Regions from separate parts of the Oryctolagus cuniculus genome. Here region 1 is linked to region 2. The links are chromatin contacts, called in public Micro-C maps. All regions are on one chromosome and are shown on one strand. Each heading gives the region's core, a stretch centred on a gene start, on an enhancer-like site or on the middle of the called end of the contact. The rest is flanking DNA. Distances are from core to core; before and after follow the strand shown. Region 1 holds the start of TMEM258 (transmembrane protein 258). Region 2 holds the start of INCENP (inner centromere protein).

Region 1 (2,880 bases), core at 116-2,615, 300 kb before region 2:
TGGTTACAATAACATCTATTTGGGGCCCGCACTGTAGCACAGTGAGTGGGCTAAGTGTCTGCCTGCAGCACTGGCATCCCATTTGGACACCTGTTCGTGTCCCGGCTGCTCCTCTTCCGATCCAGCTCTCTGCTATGGCCTGAGAAAGTGGTAGAAGATGGCCCAAGTACTTGGGCCCTTGCACCCACGTGGGAAACCAGGAAGAAGCTCCTGGGTCCTGGCTTTGGTTTGGCCCAGTTCTGAAAGTTGTGGCCATTTGGGGAGTGAACCAGTGGATGGAAGATCTTTCTGTCTCTCCCTCTGTCTGCAACTCTGTGTCTCAAATAAATAAAATCTTTTAAAAAAATAATATCTATCTGACACAGAGTTGCTGTATGATTTAAGAAAGCTGATGCATGTCCACCATCTAGTTTAGTGCCCCACATACAGTAGCTGTTCAATAGGTGTTTGTTTCCTTCCTAAGGTTGCAAGGAAGATGATGAGATAATGCCTGTGAAAGAGGCTACACACGTCAAGTTTTGTACAAATGTTCACTTCCATTGTCACCCACTAAGCCAACGCTTCTAAAATCCAGAACATAACAACTCGGGAGAAGTAAACTGACCCCATTGTTCCAAGAGATACTGGAATTGAATTCAGTAAACAATTATGTCCCCCTCACCCCCCTAAGAACGATGAAGACAATCGCGGCTATTTATCCAGCCTCCAATTACGGGCCCTGTGTTGGGCACCGGGAATACAAAGGCTAATAGACATCACCCAGAGCTAGAGGCGCGTCAGATGGTGGTCACTAGGAGGCGTGGCAGAAAACAAAGGCGGCCAAGAAACGTGGCAAGAGGTCTGTGCAGAGGCTGGGGGCGCTCCCAAGAGAAGGGGACCAAGTGCCCGTGAGAGTCCAGACACTGGCCAGGGCCTTGTGGGATGAGTACAAGGCGGGGGAAGAACTTTCTAGAGATCACAGGGAACACACACACAAGTTCCAGGGTACTCAAAGTGCACCTCACACCCCTCACCCTTTATAAACAGCAGGAGCTGAAGCCCAGCGGGGCTACATCTCAGCCTACGGAGTCCATGGCAAGTCCTTCCTCGCCCCTCAGCTCAAACCGGGGCCCCAGGAGCGCTCCAACATCTGAATCTTGGACTTGAGACCTCCGCGAAAGTACGCGGTGTGAATCAGACCCCGAGCCGTGCTCTCCGCCCTGCTCAGAACTCCCCTCATCCCTCTCACCATTTTGCCGGGCACAGCCTAAGTCGCCACTCCGCCACCGGAAGAACACGTCGGCAGGAGCAGGCGCCTTGTTCGTCCGGAAGAGGAAGTGCTCTCGTGCGAATGGCATTGTGGGACTTGTAGTCTTTTAGTTTCAGGTGTGCTCGGAGCTGGGATCTGTGGGGCCTGATGTAGTACCCTACTCCTGGAGCAGAGTGAGCAACGCAAGAATAGGGAAGGCTTAGCTGAGCGAGTCCTTTCTCCCTAGCGAAACTGTTTGCCTTGGGAGCAAGGTGTTCGAGAGAGCCAGAGCGTGCACTACGCTCCCCAGGAAGCTGTGCGCCGCGGGCCGGTCACGTGACGGGAGCGCGGGCTTTGGAAGGCGGCGGAGTGAGGGTCTGCCCGCGACAAGAGCTGAGGGGAGCGGAGCTTAGGACTGTGCTGGGCAACACCTGGCGAAGCGCTACCTGCCCAGGCCTCGCGCCGCAAAGGCCAGGTGAGACTCCATGGGACGCTCCTGAGAGCGACGGGGGCCGCTTTGCGCCGGGTGCCCTGTCGCTCGCGGGTTCTCAGGCCGTCCCGCCACTTTCCCGTTGTGGGATTTGGGATCTTTTGCATAACCTCCGAGCCCCTCCTTTGCTTGTAGAAGGAGGCCCATAACTACCACGTTATGAGGTCGTGGGGTATTATTTTTTATTATTATTGTTATTTTTTAAACTAAGGCTTTGGACGCAAAGCCTGTTCGCAGCCTCGCTTGCTGAGGCCCCTTGGCTGCTGTATTGAATGCCGCCGAGAGCGCCCGCGGCTCGCAGAGCGACGTGCTCTGCTCTGGGCACACGGGCTAACAGTGCTGCCCGCTTGGGGACCCGAACCCGAGGACCGGGTGGGTTCCGTCTCGGGCACCTGGGTCATGGCGGAAGATCGCCGGTTAACGCAGCGGGAATCCGCAAGACAGGCTCGGTTGTCACAGAGTGGAGAAGCCCAGAGCGAAGTGCGCTGTGACGCCGATGGTGCACGCGGGCGCCCGGACTCAAGGCCAGGGCTTGGCCACGGGCATTCACAGGGGAGCTAGAAGGAGATGGACCGTGAAGGAAGGGTGAGAGGTTGGCGGGAAGAGGGCACCGAAAAGGCAGCCCCGAGCACAGCCTTTCGATTGGGTTCCCAGACTGAGGAGGTTGGTTGTAGAGTATTTATTTATTTATTTGAAGAGCACAGTTACAGAGAGGCAGAGAGAGAGATTCCATCCGCTGGTTCACTCCCCGATGGCCGCAATGGCCAGAGCTGCGCCGATCTGAAGTCAGGAGCCAGCAGCTTCTTCTGGGTGCCCCACGCGGGTGCGGGGGCCCAAGCACTTGGGTCATCTTCTACTGCTTTCCCGGGCAATAGCAGAGAGCTGGATCGGAAGTGGAGCAGCCGGGAGTAGAACCAGCGCCCATATGGGATGCCGCACTACAGGCGGCGGCTTTACCGGCTGCACTACAGTGCCAGGCCCTGTAGAGGATTTCTTAATGAGGAACACCTGCTACCAGTGCGTACAGGATGACTTTAAATTGCACATAATTGTGTGCATTTAAAGATCTGTTAGGTGAATGCAAGTTCAGATTTTAACTGGAGGTGGCAAAAATGGTGATGGCAGTTTGGGAAAGATTTGCTAAGGGACCTGGGTCACGGAT
Region 2 (2,796 bases), core at 225-2,724:
AGAAAGCAGCGGACGACGGCGCAAGGGCTTGGGCCGCTGCACCCACGAGGGAGGTTAGGATGGAGTTCCAGGCTCTTGGCTTCTGCTTGGTCCAGCCCTGGCTCTTGTGACCATCTGGGGAGTGAGCGAGTGGAAGACATCTCTCTCTCTTTCAGATAAATAATTATATCTTAAAAAAAAAAAGTTAGCTACTGTTGACATCTCAGGTAAATGGAAATCATGCAACATCTATTTGCGACTGGCTCATTTCCTTTAGTGAAATACCCTCAAGGCGGGCCGGTGCCGTGGGTCACCTGGTTAATCCTCCGCCTTGCAGCGCCGGCATCCCATATAGGTGCTGGGTTCTAGTCCCGGCTGCTCCTCTTCCAGTCCAGCTCTCTGCTGTGGCTTGGGAAGGCAGTGGAGGATGGCCCAAGTGCTTGGGCCCTGCACCCGCATGGGAGACCAGGAGGAAGCACCTGGCTCCTGGCTTCAGATTGGCGCAGCACCGGCCGTAGCGGCCATTTGGGGAGTGAACCAACGGAAGGAAGACCTTTCTCTCTGTCTCTTTCTCACTATCTATAACTCTGTCAAAAAAAAAAAAAAAAAAAAAAAAAAAAAAAAAAAAAGAAGAATACCCTCAAGGTTCATCCATGCTGTAGCATATGGTGTGTTTTTCCTTCCTTTTTAAGGGCTGAATAATATTCCATTATCTGTTGACAGACATTAGGCTACTTCCACCTCTTGGCTATCGTGAATAAAGCTGCAAAAAACGCAGCTGTGCAACTCTCTCCCGGATTTAACTGCCTTATTTCCCAAGGACCGGCAACGCCGACGCACAGAGGAAAAGGGTCGTCTAAATCGGGGTTTCCAGACGGCAGGACAGTCCCCTGCGTTTGGGGCCCCACAGCCAGCCCTTTGCTGAGCCGGGCTGCCCTGCTCTCCTCGCAGAGGCGTCCCTGGCCTCTGCCCCTTGTGCACAAGGTGTGTGCGTGCACGCAAGCCCGCCTTTGGAGGCCAGCCCGGGGGGACGCAGGTGACTGTCCCCGGAGGCGACAGAAGGCGCCCTCTAGTCTCAAGCTCCGGGAGGCTTTACAAAGCGAGTGACAGATGTCGCGAGGCTGTCATCACGCTCGGGGGAACAACTTTGGACACAAAGCCAGCACAGCGCTGCGCCCAGCCGCTGGGTTCCCCCTCCATCCCCCTTCCCCATGCCGCCGGGCGCCTTCGCAGTGCACGCTGGGGCTTGTAGTTCCGAGCCTGCGAGGCTGCGCCCGTTCAGCGGACCCAGCGCTACCGGCTCAGTCCGACACCAGCCGGCTCCCGGAAGTGGAGGAGGCTTAAAGCGTCTACGCTTCCTTTCCCCGCCTCTTAGTCCCGGAGATTGCCATCTCAGACAGCCAATAGAAAGCCAGAGTGGTAATTCTTGCTACCTGATTGGCTTAGATTTTTGCAACCGCCCGGATAAACTTGCCGACGATTGGTTGAGCCTTCAGTTTTGAAAATCGTAGATTTCGCCCGCGCTGCACGGCTCGGTTGCTTCTCTGGTGCGGCGAACCCTGAAGACCGGGAGCTGCGTGGGTCTGGGCAGGCGGCTTCCCGGCTAGGAAGACCGCCGGACGTGGATAGCAGCTTCGGGAGACGCGGTGCAGTCAGGTGAGTGCGCGCGGCCGCCGCCGGCGCCGGGGAGGTTGGCATTGGTTCCCAGCCTCTTGGGCTCCTCACTGCCCGCTCCGGGTCAGGGGCGTGACCCCCGATCCCAAGTGGCCTGGGCATGCAGGGGTCATCTCTTCCGAGCGGCGAGGTGACCTGCGTTGGTCCGGCGGTCCGAGATGCCGCCGCCCGCTTCCACTTCCTCCCGGGGCCCCCGGGGCCCCCGAGAATAACCCCGTCCCCTCCCCCACCGGGTGCCCAGGACCTCGTCGCTTGCCTCGGAGGCTCTGTGTTGACTTAGGGCCGCAGGAAGCCCGAAGCCGACCGGCTTGTTGGGCGGATGCACGCCACTCGGCGTTTTATCGCCGTCAGACCCCTGGTCGCCCGCCCCTCTCCGCGCCCCGCCGGGCAGCATTTTAAACCGCCCGTGCGGCCCCTGATGTGTCCCTGCCCGGCGCGTTGCGTTCCATCCGGCCCCCGTGGGCTGTCCCCGGGGCGTCCAGAGCCGGCCTGGGCGCCGGCCTGCGGAAGCTGATATCCGGGGGGTTGGTCTAGCAGGTGGTTAAGAGCGGAGTTTAAATCCGGGCTCTGCTCCTGATTTGCTGGGCGTCTGTGACTTCGCTTCTCTTCGCCTGGTTCTCATCTGCACATGCGTGTGCTGCAGAGTGTGGTGAGCAGTGCGAGAGGCGATGCCGGGGCTCAGGGAGCAGCTACCAGGACCATTGCGGTGGAGCTATGGCCACCGTTTTGCAGCTCTAAATGGAGCAGGAGCGGGGAGGAGGGCCCGGGAAGGCCTGTGGGGCGTGCAGGCTGGGTTTGGAGTGGAAGGGAGACTGTGGAGAGGCAGCGGGGCTCCCTTCTTCCTTGGAGGAGTGTCGGTGCTGTGTGTCTGCACGGGTTGTTACCCGGGTTGAAGATGAGGTTTTTGCTGCTCTTCCCTGGGGTCTGATTCTTTGTACGCAGGCCCCACTCGCCTTTCCGGGACATGCACCTGTGTTCTTACATGTGGGGACCTCTTTTAAACGGCCCAGTATACACTTCCCTGCGGAAGAAGTCCAAATGCTGCTTTGGACTTTGTCAAAGAAGTTCTCACCCACCTTGCCGATTTGCACAAATATTAGAAAAGTCAGCCAGTTCTTGCTCTCTGTAGTGCCTCTGCAAACC

What was found. A called contact is a pair of places that touch in the nucleus more often than the background predicts.
Region 1: a Micro-C map of ear pinna shows a contact between it and region 2, with 6 times the contacts expected there. The contact joins the promoter of TMEM258 here to the promoter of INCENP in region 2. A contact is called at or near these places in 3 of 6 Hi-C or Micro-C datasets (ear pinna, psoas muscle and an unstated tissue).

What each region holds. Positions count from the first base shown.
Region 1 is chr1:10,441,257-10,444,136 of mOryCun1.1, reverse strand. It overlaps TMEM258 (transmembrane protein 258), which reads right to left and starts at 1,365. Exons shown (of 4, transcript XM_002721019.5): 1 at 1,229-1,365. The coding sequence starts at 1,231. FEN1 (flap structure-specific endonuclease 1) reads left to right here and starts at 1,514. Exons shown (of 2, transcript XM_008274406.4): 1 at 1,514-1,703.
Region 2 is chr1:10,146,094-10,148,889 of mOryCun1.1, reverse strand. It overlaps INCENP (inner centromere protein), which reads left to right and starts at 1,474. Exons shown (of 18, transcript XM_008274397.4): 1 at 1,474-1,635.